Regions from separate parts of the Pan troglodytes genome. Here regions 2 and 3 are each linked to region 1. A link is a contact called in public HiChIP or PLAC-seq data. All regions are on one chromosome and are shown on one strand. The core of a region is the stretch at or near the end of the contact, and the rest is flanking DNA. Distances in the headings are between cores, read along the strand shown.

Region 1 (4,981 bases), core at 1,277-3,776:
TACTGAAAATACAAAAATTAGCCAGGTGTGGTGGCAAGCGCCTGTAATCCCAGCTACTCGGGAGGCTGAGGCAGGAGAATCGCTTGAACCTGGGAGGCGGAGGTTGTAGTGAGCCGAGATTGCGCCACTGCACTCCAGCCTGGGTGACAGAGCAAGACTCCATGTAAAAAAAAAAAAAAAAACCCGCAAAACCCAAAAAAAGCTGGAGTGAGTGTTGGTGGCGTTATTAATTCCCTTCCCTGGGGCTGGAGGAGGAGGGAGTGGGGTTCTCACTCCCCTCCAGGCCCCAGTTTCCACTTTGAGCTCTCTGTACCCGCAGGGCTGTCACACCTCTGTCTCCCACGCAGAGTCATTGTCCTCCCTCAATGTTGGGCAGCAGGAGAGGCGGACTTAACGCCTTTCGTGGTGGTAACAGCAGCTAACGGTGTTAACGTTCACTTTGCTCTGTGGCGATGCCTGGGCAGAGCTGGGCATTTCCTGGATGAGCCCGGGTTAGGAGAGTCATCCCTGGATCCCATGTCCCCCACCTACTCACCCTTGTGTTACTCCAGGAGCCATGGGCTATCATTTGCTGCCACCTTGCGACAGGGATGGGAACTTTGTGTCCCATTTCCGCCCTTGATTACCCAAGCCAAGAGTGTGCTGGGCACCTGCTGCCTGCCTGCCAGGTCCCCAGTAAGATCCTTCCCAACATGCGGGCAGCTGAATAAGGCAGCCACTGCCCCTGCCCTCAGGGAGCTCACAGTCTCCTGAGAGAGACCTCCAGGAACCCACAGATACATAAAACGAATAAATGCAATATTAGAATGTGATGCAGGCTAGGAAGGGCAGAGAGGTGGTTTTCACAGGGTGCAGTGACATACTCTAAATATATCAGGGGTTGTCCATCTCCCTGGCCACCTCTGACTTCCCCTGCTTGAAGGGGTGAATTCACCCCACGCTGGCACGTAGTAGGTGCTCAGTAAATGTTGAATGAGTGAATACATGGATGACAGCACTGTCCAGAGCCAATTTCTTGGCTCTTGTAGGCTAAACAGATGAGGAGTGGCAAGGCAGGACTTCTGGGAGCAAGGTTGGTCCCCTGGGAGTCCTGGGAGGGCTGAAAGGGGTTAAGTGTGAGTTAAAATGAGAGTGATGGACAAATGTCACTCTCCCAAGGGAGGCCCCCTTACTCCCTGTTTTATTTATTTATTTACTTATTTATTTTGAGACAGAGTCTTGCTTTGTTGCCCAGGCTGGAGTGCAGTGGCCAGGTAACAGCTCACTGCAGCTTTGAACTTCTGGGCTCAAAGGATCCCCCTGCCTCAGCCTCTTGAGGAGCTGGGACCACAGGCACGTGCCAACACGCCTGGCTAATTTTTTTTTTTTTTGCGACCGAGCTTTGTTCTTCTTGCCCAGGCTGGAGTGCAATGGCGCAGTCTCGGCTCATTGCAACCTCCGCCTCCTTGATTCAAGCGATTCTCCTGCCTCAGCCTCCCGAGTAGCTGGGATTACAAGTATACGCCACCATGCCCGGCTAATTTTGTATTTTAGTAGAGACGGGGTTTCCTCATATTGGCCATGCTGTTCTCGAACTCCTGACCTCAGCTGATCTGCCCGCCTTGGCCTCTCAATGTGCTGGGATTACAGGCGTGAGCCACCGCGCCCTGCCTAAACGAAAAAAAAATTTTTTTGTAGAGATAGGGTCTTGCTATGTTACCCAGGTTGGTCTCCAACTCCTGGGTTCAAGCGGTCCTCCCGCTTCCGCCTCCTAAAGTGTTTGGATTACAGGCGTGAGACATGGCGCCCGGCTTCTTACCTGTTTTAAATTGTCCTTTCTCTCCGCTGGCTCCTTGAGCCCCTTTCCTGCTTATTTTTCTCTCGTGAGAGTTTTTCACCACCTCACACATCATATATTTGCCTTATTTATTGAGTGTCTGTCTCCCCACCGTAGTATAAACTCCACGAGGGCAGGGATTCGTGCGTGTGGCTCACCGGCGGCTCTCCAGCGCCTGGACAGGGCTGACCCCCAGCAGGCGCTCTGTGAAGGTGTGCAGAGTGGGCGAAGGTGCATGCGCGGGCCGTGGGGCGGGGACAGGTGGAGGAGCCAGTCAGACCCAAGTGCAGCGGGACGAGGGCGAGGTTAATCTGAGCAAGAAAAGCGTAAACTGTGCTTATCTACAAATGTAAACAGTACTGTCGGCCAGACGCAGGGTCCGGGGCGGATCGGCCCGGACTCAGGGTCCGCTTGGAGGCAGAGCTAGATTAGGGCGGGGTCGTCCTGTGGCCGACCATTCCAGAGGCTGAGGACCTTGGAGGGCGGGGCCAGTGAAGGGGGAGGGGACTTCCTGAGGTATGACCAATCTAGAGAAAGGACTGGGCTGAGGGCGTGGTCAAACGAGAGACATCTAAAAACAAGGGGCGGGGCTAGAACCAGGGGGGAGTTCGCCTGGGGCGGGGCCAGAGTGGGGCGGGACAAGTTAGGGGGCGGGGCCAACCTGGGCGGGGCCATGGCCGGGGACGTGGGCGGGGCCCGGTCAGGGGCGGGGCCAGGCCAGGATCTCCGCTGTCCCGGGTCCTGGAGCTCTCTCGGCCCGGCAGGTCTCGCTCCCGCCCCTCCGGCCTTCCACAGCGTTCCTTTTTGCAGGGTGTTCAAGGCGGGACACACCAGGCTAGCGAGCCGCGATCGGGCCCCGCCTCAGGCGCTGCGCTCCAGGCCAGGCGGGCGCGGGAGCCCGTAAGCGCTCAGCTCGCGAGCCAGGCGGGCTTCCAGGGCACTTCCCCTAGGCTGCATTCCCAAAGGCTCCCGAGGGCGAGGGTGAGCAAAGCTGCGGGGACCTGTGTGTGCGAGTGCCTCTACGTGTGTGTACGTGTGTCTGCATGTGCGCACGGGTGTGTGTGCGTGTGTGCACGTCTGTGCACACCAGGGGAATTGCGTGCGTGGAGTTGGGCAGGTGCGTGTTTCAGGGTGTGTGTGCAAAGTTGGAGGCGTGTGCAAAAGCAGTCCCGTGTGGGAGGGAAACCTGCGTGTGTGCATGTGTGTGATAGAGACAGTGCTGTGAAATGTGGTGAAGGCTGTGTGTGTATTTCAGGGTGTCTGGGAGGAAAATGGGAGGGCAGGTGCAAGGAGACTTGGGGGTGGGCTGTAGGCCAGCAAGTCTGTGGCAAGCTGCGGGGTGCATGCGTGAAGAGAACCGTGGGAGTGTAAGAATTGCAAATGTGTGTGTGTCTGTGTGGGTGGCCGTAAGGCTTCTGGGGGCCCTCAGTGTGAAGGGGTGGGGGTAGAGGAAAGTTTGGGGGTGCTGACTGCTCTTGGAAGGCTGAGCGTGGTCTGGGGCCATGGCTAATGACAGGGAAGCTGTTGGGGCTTGGCCTGGAGTAATTTGGGGGTAATATCAGCCTTCTCAATTTGAAGGCTGGGGAGCTGTGTGGGTGGGGCCAGGGGCTGCCCCTTACACTTGGTGGGTGGTGTCCCTGCTTCCCGAGGTGGGAGCTGCAACCTCACCAGTCACTCCTCACCCCAGGCTCCGTGCACACCCCTGCCTGGTGACCTCCATTGGTGCTCCAGCGTGAACATGGTGCAGAGATACCAGTCTCCTGTCCGAGTCTACAAGTATCCGTTTGAGCTGGTCATGGCGGTGAGTGACTCCTGATTCTTGGGCCCCCATGTGACAGTTGGAGGGACTTGAGATCAGCTATGGCGGTAGGAAGACGGAGCTCCTTAGACTCCCAGATCAGAAGGAATTAGTGAGTTACTCAGCTGACGTGGTGGGTTTAACTTCTAACCAGTGACCCCTCTGTCCAACCATCCTATCCTCGGCCCAGTGACCAAAACACAAAGTCTTTCTTCCTTCTCCTTGTTGAAGCTGACCTGCTCCCTTACTTTAGACTCTCCTGATAGAAAGCAAAGGTATCAGGGGCCAAGCCACTGCCGTCATTTCATATAATGGCATATCACAGTGATAAATGGAATGGTGGTGATAATGACAACAGCTGTTTATTGAATGTTTACAGCACTGTCTTAACAGATGATGTTTCTTCCAATTCCCGATAGCTGTTATTTTCCCATTTAACCTCCATGAAACTGAGGCTTTGACAGGTGAAGGGATGACACCAAGTTCTATATCTATGCAGAAGTGGAGTCGGGGCTGAGATCCCCACAGAGGAGACTCTAGAACCTCACATTTGACCACAGAGCCCTCCTTCTGCTCACAGACCCCCTTCCCTCCCCTTCAAGGAAGCTGACACTGGGACGAGAGAGAGAATGAGTGGGTAGGTTTGCTTTGTGATGTACTCTGTGTTGTGCAGCAAGTCAGTTGGAGGCCTAGAATTGGCTGCCAGATCCTTGGCCCCCAGGATCACTGGTCTTTGCACCCTGGGGGCAGAAGCTGGACATAGGTGGATGTGGAATTCCTTCTTGGCTCCATCCCTCTGCCTCTCAGCTTCACTTCCCTGCTCAGTAACATGGGGACAATGCTATGAGGTTGCGGGGAGGAGTAAACGAAATAGTTCTTGGTGCTCCTTGCGGTGTGCCGGGCACACAGTAGGAGCTCACAAAATATGCTGTCGCTGTTATTACACCGAAGTCTTGTAAATTAATGTATTGAAAGTGTAAGAAACATTAGCATCCACCCCCATCTGTCCCACCCCAGCACTGACTGCTTAACCCCAGCCTTCTATCCAGGGACTTTCATATCTCTTGGTGGCTGTGTGTGCCTGTGTGTCCAGTCCTGTCTTATTCTATGAATCTACATGCATATATGTTTATTGTCACACAGAGGATTTAAAAGCATCACCAAAATCATCCACATACCTTGTGCTGTTACAGGCAGATGGTTCTAGGACAGCAAAGAGGCAGGAACTGGCTTAGGGTCATATTCTAGCTCCCAAATTGACTAGCTGAGTGACTGTGGGGCAAGTCACTTCACCTCCATGAGCCTCCACTCCCCATCACCAAAATGGGAATCTCCTGGCTTCCAAATCCTGGTGTCATGCTGTGGAT
Region 2 (4,981 bases), core at 804-3,303, 340 kb before region 1:
GGATGTGGCCTGGGTGCCAGCTGGGTGCCAGGTTTTGAGGGCTGGGCTGAGTCCTGCAGGCAGGGCCCGCTTCCCACCGGACACCTACCTGCCCAGCCCCAGGCAGGGAGGGAACCCTGCGTGCAGATGTGGGACTGCCATGAATGTGGTTTTGCAAGTTTTGCCACATCCAGCCCTTGACACAAACAGGGCTGATGAGGGCTGTGGAGACCAGGAGGGGAGCAGGGAGCTTCCTCCGGGTGGGGCTGCCTCGGGGCACAGGGGGCAGTGAGCTGGCCAACAGAAGCTGACTCATGCCCCCCAACCCCACCATACAGATGTGGAAACTAAGGCCAAAGGGACAGAGCAGCCTCCCACGTCCTGGGGTGAACACCACACAGGATCAGTGGCCTCCGCAACGGCTGGTAGGAGGGAAGTAGGCAAGGAGAGAGGGATGTACTCATCTGGATGGGATGGCCACTGCCTTCCCAGACTGTCCCAAGCTTGGGACATTCTGATCCCCCTCCAGTCCCCAGGAAGCGGAGCCTCAGAGTCCTCTGGCTTCTAGTCCCTCCTGCAGGCCCTGGGATGGCTCCTCATGGAGAAACCAGGTTCCCAGTCCCCGGCTGGGCACAGATGGTACCGGGATGGCTGAGGCCATGACCCTACCCCTGTGAGGGGCACAGCTCAAAGGGCTCTGGCCTCATCCCCTGATACCAACCACCATGGGGTTAATCCTGGGGTCGGTGAATTAGGGAAGGCCAGGTAGCCTCTGGGCAGCACAAGCCAGGAGCACTACTGTCCTGTGGGTTAGGAGAGGCCCGGGGGAGTGGGTGCCAGACTGGGGCAGCATCACCTCCTACCCAGCTAGCCCGAAAGCTGGTGAACCGTGTGCACCCTCCCCATTGCACCGGTAAAGGGACAGATGCCCCTGCCAGCCCCAGGAGAGCACCTAGTCGCGCACATGGAGTCCCCAGGCACACCTCTGAAGGGGATACACGCTCATCCCTGTGGTGTAGTGTGGGGCTCCGACACGCCACCCCTACACTCCAGGCCGTGTACACACATCACACCGTGCCGGGCACGGGCGGCATCTGCACACCCGCCACATGTGTACGCATTGATCACACACCAAACGCACCAGGGGGCTGCGCGTTCACACGCGCGCCAACGTGCCCGCAGGTCCGCCACCTCCCCGGTGCCCGGCCGACGCCGTGGCGCGGTGCGTGCGTAAACACAAATGCACATGGACGTGTGCGCACGCCGCCGACCGCCCACCAGGCACGCGGACCCTCGGACCACTCGCCCGGAGCGGCTCCGCCCTCCGGCCCAGCTCTACCGAGGCCTGGGGCGTCCTCCTTCCGGCCGCCCGCCCGACTGTCCGTCTGCACCGCGGCGCCGCCCTGCCCTCGGCCGTTACCCGGACAAAAGGGGTGGGGTGGGGGGGGTCCCCGTCTCGATCCCGGGGGACTCGCGGCCCCGCGGGGGCGGCGTATCCCCGACCGGTGGCCCGGTTCCCACCTCCGCCCGCCGCGAGCCCTCGGGATCCGGACGCCGGGCACCGTCGTCGGGAAAGCGGGTCGGGTCTGCGGCCCGGAGGGGGCGCACAGCCGGCACGCGTCCACGCCGTCCGCCCCCGCCCAGCGGCCACGCGGGACACACTCCGCCCGTGGCCCCGGCCCTCGCCCGGCTCCGGCGCCGCGCACCTCGAACTGCCAGTGGGCCGCCTGCAGCAGTTGCTTCGCCTGGTCGGCCGCGCAGCCCGCCGTCAGCACGAACTGGTTGATCATGACCTGGTGCTTGAGCTCGTCCATGTTCACGGACATGGCGCCGCCGCGCTGCCCGCTCCGGCCTCCCTCCGCCGCCCGCGCCTCCGCCTCACGCGTCCACCATTAGCGAGCCGGCTCCGGCTAATACAAATATTTACTGTGCGGCTCTGACTCACCGCGCCTCGCCTCGCTCCGCCGGCGCCGCGGCATGCTGGGATATGTAGTCCCCACGGTGCGCCGGACGCCCCGGGGGAGCAGGGCCGGCACCCTAGGGGACGCGAAGCCCGGGAAGGGGCGTGTCTGAGCACCGAGCGCCCGCTGTGCGGATGTCCGGGCCGTAACCCGAGCCGGGCGCGTCCACGTCGCCCTCGTTGCTCTCGGTGGCACCCGTGCCCCTGCTCTGGCACGGATGGGGGTCCGCTGGCGGGGGCCACGTCTGTGCATGGGCGCAAATGCCTGACCACAGGATCTTGGCCAAGGCCTGGGGACCGTGTCTGAACTGTGAGCGCCTACTGTGTGTGGATGCCCGGGCCGTGACCAGGGTTGGGGGAGTCCACGTCGCCCTCGTTGCTCTGGGTGGCACCCGGCCCCTGCTCTGGCACGGATGGAGGTCCGCAGGCGGGGGCCTCAGGTTCGTGCATAGGCGTTTTTGCCAAGGCCCAGGAACGGTGTCTGAAAACTGAGTGCCTAATGTGTGCAGGCGCCTGAGCTGGGACCAGAGCCAGTCACGTCCACGTCGCCCTCGTTGCTCTCGGTGGCACCCAAGCCCCTGCTCTGGCGGGAATTAGGAGCCCAGAGGCCGGGGCCACAGATCTGTGCATGGGCGCAGACGCCAGGCCACAGACGTCTTTGCCATGCCCCGGGGACTGTGACTGAACGCTAAGTGCCTACTGTGCGCAGCTGTCCAGACCGTGACCAGAGCCAGGCACGTCCATGTCGCCCTCATTGCTCTCGGTGGCATCCGTGCCCCTGCTCTGGCACGAATTGCGGTCCCAAGGTGGGGCATACAGATCTGTGCATGGGCGCAAACGCCGGGCCACAGGCGTCTTTGCTAAGACCTAGGGACCCTGAACCCCTCTGTGATTGGCATCGCTCTGTGTTAAATAGTAGGCACACCCTTAAGAGAGGGGTCTCTAGGAATTTTGGCCCAAATCGGCTGGTCTAGGCTGAAAGGCCCGGCACACTGTAGGCGCCGACAAATACTCGTTCAGTGAATGAATGAATGAGCCACTTAAAAGCTCCGCCGCACGTCACCGCCTGTAGCTAGCCTCCTAGCTCTCCTCACTCAATCTCTCATCGCCCACTCGTGGCGTGGGTCCTTCCTAGCCTGGCTCTGGGCCTGCCCCACTGTAGCCCCATGACCCTCTGGACGGCGCCTGGGACAGGCTGGCGGGGCCAGCAGCCTCTGGTGCTTCGGGGTCCCCCTTCCAGCAGTTCTCCCGCTTTCCCACGCAAAATCTCGTGCTCTTTGCCGGAAATCTCGGCCCTTAGCGGGCGGGCGCCAGGGCCCGGCAGAGCCAGTTCCGGAGCGGCCCCAAACTCCCTTTCCCAGAATGCCTCGGTTTATTTGCATCGTTTGGTCCCGGTGACGTCAGCTGAGTGAGGTCGTGCCTCGACCAATGGACAGCCTCGGGGTGTTAGGACCTGGCCATATAAGGTAAACAAAGCTGGTCGCCCAATGAAGAGGCGGCGGGGGCGGGCGCTGGGCCGGGGAGGCCGGGGGCGGAGCCGGGGGCGGGGCGACCGGGCGGTGTTTACAGACCGGCACATGGCGCTTCCGGTTGACGTTGCTGACAGCTAGTGAGGCTTTAGCCCGCTTCGAGCGCCCGGGGGCGGTAAGGCGCGATCATAGCAGCTCTCGGTGACCTTGGTCCGGCTCCTTGCGCCCCCTGGCCCCAGCCTCCTTCGTTGAGACACTATATGTTGAGTCTTTCCTCTTTTCCTGGCCCTGACCTAGCGTGGGGCGACAGAAGAGCAATAACCGGGTGGGGGCTGTGAGAACGGCTGGGGTTGGGATCGAATTTCGGAAACCCGGAGGACGAGTATAGCCTTGCAAGATGGAAAATGCCCTCCCGGGCTGGCGCGGTGGCCTGTAATCCCACCTACTCGGGGTCTGAGGAGGGAGGATTGCCTAGGCCCAGGACTTTGAGAACACGCCTCTACAGAGATTTACATTTTAAGAAAATTAGCTGGGTTCGGGTCCGGCGCAGTGGCTCACGCCTGTAATCCCAGCACTTTGGGAGGCCGAGGCTGGCGGATCACCTGAGGTCAGGAATTCGAGACCAGCCTGACCAACACGGCGAAACCCATTCTCTACTAAAAATACAAACACTAGCCGGGCGTGGTGGCAGTCGCCTGTAATCCCAGCTACTCCAGAAGCTGAGGCAGGAGAATCGCTTGAACCCAGGAGGCGGAGGTTGCAGTGAGCCGCAATCGCGCCACTGCCCTGCAGCCTGGGCCACAGAGCAAGACTCTGTCTCAAAAAAACAAACAAACAAACAAAAAAAAAACAACAACAAAAAAAACAGAGAATTAGCTGGGTTCCATGGCTCACACCTGTAAGTAATCTCAACACTTTAGGAGGCCGAGATGGGCGGATCACTAGAGTCGAGGAGTTTGCGACCAGTCTGGGCAACATAGTGAGACCCTCGTCTCTACAAAAAATAAAAAATAAAAAAAATTGGCCGGGCGCCGTGGCTCACGCTTGTAATCCTAGCGCTTTGGGAGGCCGAGGCGGGCAGATCCCTTGAGGTTAGGAGTTCCAGACCAGCCTGGTCAAACCGTCTCTACTAAAAATACAAAAATTAGCCGGACATGGTGGCACACGCCTGTAGTGCCAGCTACTGGGGAAGCTGAGGCAGGAGAGTTGCTTGAACTCAGGAGCCGGAGGCTGCAGTGAGCTGAGATCACGCCATTGCATTCCAGCCTAGACGACAGAGCAAGACTGTCTCAAAAAAAAAAAAAAAAAAAAAAAAAAAAAAAAAAAAAAATTCTGGAGTCCCAGCTACAGATTGAGGTAGGAGGATTGCTTGAGCCTGGGAAGTCAGAGGCTGCAGTGAGCCGTGATTGTGCCTGGGGAACAGCGCAAGATCCTGTCTCCAAAAAATAAAAAATGCCCTAGGGAGGCCGGCACTGGCCCTGGGGGTGAGTTAGGGGATACTGAAGTGTTTAAACAGATCTGATCCCTTGTACACGTTGGGATCACTGTGGCTGTGGCTGTGCTGGGATCAGAT
Region 3 (4,981 bases), core at 1,020-3,519, 260 kb before region 1:
CCTGATCATCTCAAGGCATTTGCTGAGCACCTGCTGTGCGTCAGTGGAGGCAGAAGAGCTGAGGCCCCGGCCCTGGCCCCAGGCGCCTGCCTTCCAAGCAGTGAGATGCCCAGCAGCTAATCAGAATCCTGCCAGGTTTGGTTACTATTAGGAAGAAAGTCAGCATGGTGGTGAGATGAAACCGTACAAGGTCTCATTTAACTGGGTGGCAGGGAGGGCCTCTCTGAGGAGACTTAAACAGCCCTGAGGGCTGAGGAGGAGCTGGCCCTGGAAGAGTGTTCCAGGTGGCAGGAGTGAGCCTGATGTGTCCCCTGGGGATGGAGCCCCTGGCTGGAGTGAAGGGTGCTGGACAGATACTGAAGAGCTTGTAGGGGCTGCTGGAGTGTTTTTATAAGGGGGAGTCAGTTCTAAGAACAGGTTTCCAAGCGGAGAAGCAGTGCTAGCACCCTGCGGCTGGCGTGTGGAGGCCGGACGGCGGGAGCAGGTCTAGCTGCCCATGGTTGTGGGCTCACAGGCTGGAGCCCGGCCCCAGGCCTCTGCACAGCCCCTGCTCCCCTGCCCAGGGAGTGGCCAGTGCCCCAGGGCACCCACCACACCACTGCCTACCACTCAAGGCCCCAGCTCCTTTGCATGCAGGTCAAGCTGCCACCATGGCCCTTCTTTGAAGACTCTGAGGGTGGAGGGAGAGCCCGTGTTCTGGCCCATCAGTCCCTGCCCCGAGAAGGCTGCCACCCATGGGCCCTGCAGCTGCTCTGACCTGCCTGGGTCTGGCCCCATCCCAGTGTGGGTAGAGGGGTGCCCAGGGTGTCAGACGGGTGCTTGCATGGGCCAGATCGGCTCCCCCTCTGTACCTCCCAGAAGACCCAGCCAGCACTTGTATTGATGTCTGGTCTCGGGGAGGGGCTGGAGCAAGGGGAGCCTCTCCTCCTGTGCCCCTGCGTCCCACGGGCCCTGGGCGCTGGCTGGGCTTGGCTGCCTAGGGGTGGGGCCCTCTGGGTGAGAGGACCCTTCCCCTTGCTGCCCTCTCGCCTTCTCACCTGGTCGCTCACTCTGGAATCTGGACTTCCCCTGCTGCTTGCAGCTGTCCCATGTGACCCCTGACCCACTGGTGGCCACAGGAGGAGAGAGAGGTGCCCTCTCTGGGTCCTTATTCTCCACATCTGAGGCCACCACGGACCTAACAGGTGAGTTTCCAATGCCCACCCTCTCCCTCTCTCTTCTGCCTGCCTCCACTGAAGGCAGCCTTCTCTGTGCCAGCGAGCTCGGCCTCACAGCACAGCTCTCCCGAGGCTATGCCCCAGCCCTGGGCACCCATGCTGTGAGTGCAGGCAGGGGGGTTCATGTGCTCAGCAAATCCATTCCCCTGGTGGGGAGGAAAGTGGCCCTGGGCCCTGCTGCTGGTGAGGTGAGCCTTGCCATCATGGAGTTCAGGGGACCTCGCTCTGCCTTGGGCTGTTTCTGATGCTTCTGAGCCCCAGAGACATCTCCGGTACAAACACAAGGTAAGTGGTAAGTACCTCAGGCCCTTGTGGAATCGGGATTCTGCCTCTGTCATCAACTGCCAGGTGTACTTAGGCAAGTTATGTCCCTCTCTGAGCTCCAAGTTCCTCATCGTAAACTGGGGAAACCCCTCTTCCCTCCACAGTACCTGGCACAGGGTGCCTGGCTTGGAGGATGCTGGAAAGCTCCAGCCCCGGAATTTAAGTCACTTTCTGCCCAGCAAGCTGGGTCCACAGATCCCCAGAGCTCCCGGTCGTCCGCCCTGACCCAGCGTGGACTCGGGGACTGGGGCACTCAAGCCCTGCCAAGCCCTGCTCCCCGTGCTGTCCTGGATCGAGCCGGCCAGCAGGGTGGCTAGGTCGGGACAGCTGTCGTGCATGGTAGGCGAAGACCATCTCCCTCCGGGCTTGGGTCCGGTGGCGCTGGCGGAGCAAGGCTCCGGGGCATCTCTCGCTCGTGTGGTCGTGCCAAGGGTGCCATTGCGGATGGACGGGGCCATGCGGGCCGGGTCGGCCTCCTGGGGAGAAACGGGTGAGCACAAGGGGATCGGCGCCATCGAGGGTGGAGAAACCGCAGGGATTTTCGGCTGTCCGCTTTGGGGCGCCAAGGAAGATGTTCGTCGCCCACAATGTGAACCTTGAGCCACCACGGCACCGACCAGTCGACTAGGCTCTCCTGTCGGAGGCGGGGCCGCCGCCCAGGGTGTGCGACTATTGGGTGACGGCTGACGCGCACCGCCCTCCTTTGCACACCGCCCGCTGCACCTCTCGACGACGCACCGCGGCGCTGCGAGGGGCTCGGTCCCGGGGCGCGCCGGCGATTGGCGGGGGAACGGGACCCGGGGGCGCGGCCGCCCGCGGATTGGCGAGGCACGGCGGGGGCGGGCTCGCGCATGCTCTTAAGTGGCAGCGGCGGGGACGGGGTCAGTGCCAAGATGTCGACGGCGGCGGTTCCGGAGCTGAAGCAGATCAGCCGGGTGGAGGCGATGCGCCTAGGGCCGGGCTGGAGCCACTCGTGCCACGCCATGCTGTACGCCGCCAACCCTGGGCAGCTCTTCGGCCGCATCCCCATGCGCTTCTCGGTGCTGGTGAGGACGGGCGAGGGCGAGGGCGAGGGCGAGGGCGCGGGCGCGGGCGAGGGCGCGGGCGCGGGCGGGGGCGTCCGTCGACCCCGCGGCTGTGACCCGCGCTCCCTTGCAGATGCAGATGCGTTTCGACGGGCTGCTGGGCTTCCCCGGGGGCTTCGTGGACCGGCGCTTCTGGTCGCTGGAGGACGGCCTGAACCGGGTGTTGGGCCTGGGCCTGGGCTGCCTGCGCCTCACCGAGGCCGACTACCTGAGCTCGCACCTGACCGAGGGCCCACACCGCGTCGTGGCGCACCTGTACGCGCGGCAGCTGACGCTGGAGCAGCTGCACGCCGTGGAGATCAGCGCGGTGCACTCGCGCGACCACGGCCTGGAGGTGGGGCCGCCGCCCGGGCCCCGCCCCCCGCCCCGGGGTTTGGCTCTGGCCCCGTGGAAGGCACCGATGGGTAACACGTCTCCTGAGGGTCCCCTGGCCGGGCTGGGTCGGGTGTCGCTGTCTCCAGCAATGGGGTGGGGAGAGGGGTCTGGGGCTGGGAGGCCGGGAAAGGAGGGGCGGGGGTGGGGGCCGGGGCTGGGGCTCCCTCAGGGCTGTGTTACATCCGCCTTGCTGCCTGCCATTGCCAATCCTGGGAGTGGGGGAGTGGGATCGGTGGGGAGGAAGGGATGGGGGAGGAGCGGGGATTGCTTGGGGAGTTGGGAAACTTGAGCACAGCGGGGGTTGTAAAACTTGGGAACCTCATGGGGGGCGTGAAGGCTCTTGGGATTTGTGCTTTGTGGTCTGGAAGGGCTGGACTCCGGGTGTTCAGGCTTCGTTGGGTGGACGGGGAGCATGGGGTGCGGACCCCGGGGTGGGGTGGCCTGGGTACGAGGGGGGGAGTGCATGGGGTCAGCCTCCACACTTGCTTGGGGAGGAGGGGGCTGCAGTTGCTCCGAGGGAGCTGGCTGGCTTCTGCCAGGCCCTGCGTGGGTCTCCCATTAAGTCCTTGGCAAAGCTGGCTGCTCGTACCCTGGCCTCATAGCTTCCAGGCCCCTCCTGCTGGAGGTGCCATTGTGTGGCAGGCCTGGCCCCAACCCCTACCTCCTGTCTGCGCAGGTGCTGGGCCTCGTGCGGGTCCCGCTGTACACCCAGAAGGACCGAGTCGGAGGCTTCCCCAACTTCCTGAGCAACGCCTTCGTGAGCACGGCTAAGTGCCAGCTCCTCTTTGCCCTCAAGGTGCTCAACATGATGCCCGAGGAGAAGCTGGTTGAGGCCCTGGCTGCAGCCACCGAGAAGCAGAAGAAGGCCCTGGAGAAGTTGCTCCCGGCCTCCTCTTGAGGGCTGCCTGAGCTGGTGGCACCCTTCCCTGGGCCGGAAGACTGGGAATTCCTGCTAAGTGTGGCTTCTAGAGTGTTTGTGTGTACCCCGCTTCTGACTGCCTAGGGCGAGTGGGCATCCTGTCATCTCCACTGTCCCAAGCAGTCACTAGGTGGCGGCCGGGCCAGCTGGAACCCAGCCCATCCTCTCAGGCAGAGCAGGGTGGTCCTGGCACACTGGGCCTGCCTCTCCAGCCTCAGGATGCTCCTGTTTATCCTGGGCTCAGACCCTCCTCTTGTACGTCTCATCACAGCTGGTAGAGACCCAGGAGTGCCTGATTGTCCCACAGGGGTGGCGCACAGCTCTGGGATCACTCAGAAGATGGGATGTGTGGGTGGAGGATGCCTTGTCTCGGTCAGCTCATTCCTGCCTCCTTCCTGAGCCAGTTCAGGGCCTGGGGGAGAGCCAGCTTGGGGTAGGAAGTTAATATTGTTAATTTGGGTTGTTGTTGGATTTACTTTGCTAGATTTTCTCTTTCACCACGTGTGAACTGTGGGTGAGGTTTCAAAGTAGCTTCACCCCACGTGGCTTGGTTCCCAGGGACAGTCAGGGCCTCGGGGGCCCAGCTATGTACAACGAAGCTGTCGAAGGAGAAGACAATAAAGTCGCTCCGCAGCTGCTCTGTGTGTTTCTCAGCTGCTCTGTGTGTTTTGGTTCTGGATGGAACCAGCTCAGGCCCCCTGCCCTAGGTGGGGGAGGGAGGAGCTGCCCCAGCCAGGGGCACGTTCCCCAGTGTTTACTGGGGGCACTCCCAGCATGAGTGCTGTGCCCATCAGCCAGGTTGGGGCGTCTGGGCCGAGACCTTCAGGGCAGGCTCCCCTTCCTGATCCTGGTGGCCCTGGCTGCACCTGGGCTGACCTGCTTTGCTTTGCAAACCCACCATTCCCCACTGTCTGCAAGCAGCTCCAGGGGATGGTGTGGAAGTACAGGCTTACTGTGCAGAAGGACAGTAGCAGAGCCATCCCTCGTGGTCTCCTACAGCCCCACATCTGGAAAGACTCCAGCAGCATCGTCAGAAAATTTGCACAGCCCATGTCTGGCCT

Evidence for each region. HiChIP or PLAC-seq counts read pairs in DNA pulled down with a chosen protein or histone mark.
Region 2: an H3K4me3 HiChIP or PLAC-seq map of stem cell-derived excitatory neurons shows a contact between it and region 1, with 12 times the contacts expected there. The contact joins the promoter of UBALD1 here to the promoter of SEC14L5 in region 1. A contact is called at or near these places in 1 of 7 Hi-C or Micro-C datasets (stem cell-derived neural progenitor cells) and 1 of 1 datasets of contacts at active chromatin or transcription factors (stem cell-derived excitatory neurons).
Region 3: an H3K4me3 HiChIP or PLAC-seq map of stem cell-derived excitatory neurons shows a contact between it and region 1, with 7 times the contacts expected there. The contact joins the promoter of NUDT16L1 here to the promoter of SEC14L5 in region 1. A contact is called at or near these places in 1 of 7 Hi-C or Micro-C datasets (stem cell-derived neural progenitor cells) and 1 of 1 datasets of contacts at active chromatin or transcription factors (stem cell-derived excitatory neurons).

The regions. Positions count from the first base shown.
Region 1 is chr18:7,601,507-7,606,487 of NHGRI_mPanTro3-v2.0_pri, forward strand. It overlaps SEC14L5 (SEC14 like lipid binding 5), which reads left to right and starts at 2,527. Exons shown (of 16, transcript XM_016929366.3): 1 at 2,527-2,797; 2 at 3,504-3,617. The coding sequence starts at 3,555.
Region 2 is chr18:7,261,375-7,266,355 of NHGRI_mPanTro3-v2.0_pri, forward strand. It overlaps UBALD1 (UBA like domain containing 1), which reads right to left and starts at 2,054. Exons shown (of 3, transcript XM_001169127.7): 1 at 1,686-2,054. The coding sequence starts at 1,805.
Region 3 is chr18:7,338,858-7,343,838 of NHGRI_mPanTro3-v2.0_pri, forward strand. It overlaps NUDT16L1 (nudix hydrolase 16 like 1), which reads left to right and starts at 2,270. Exons shown (of 3, transcript XM_001169295.7): 1 at 2,270-2,587; 2 at 2,700-2,960; 3 at 3,678-4,558. The coding sequence starts at 2,393. The coding sequence ends at 3,899.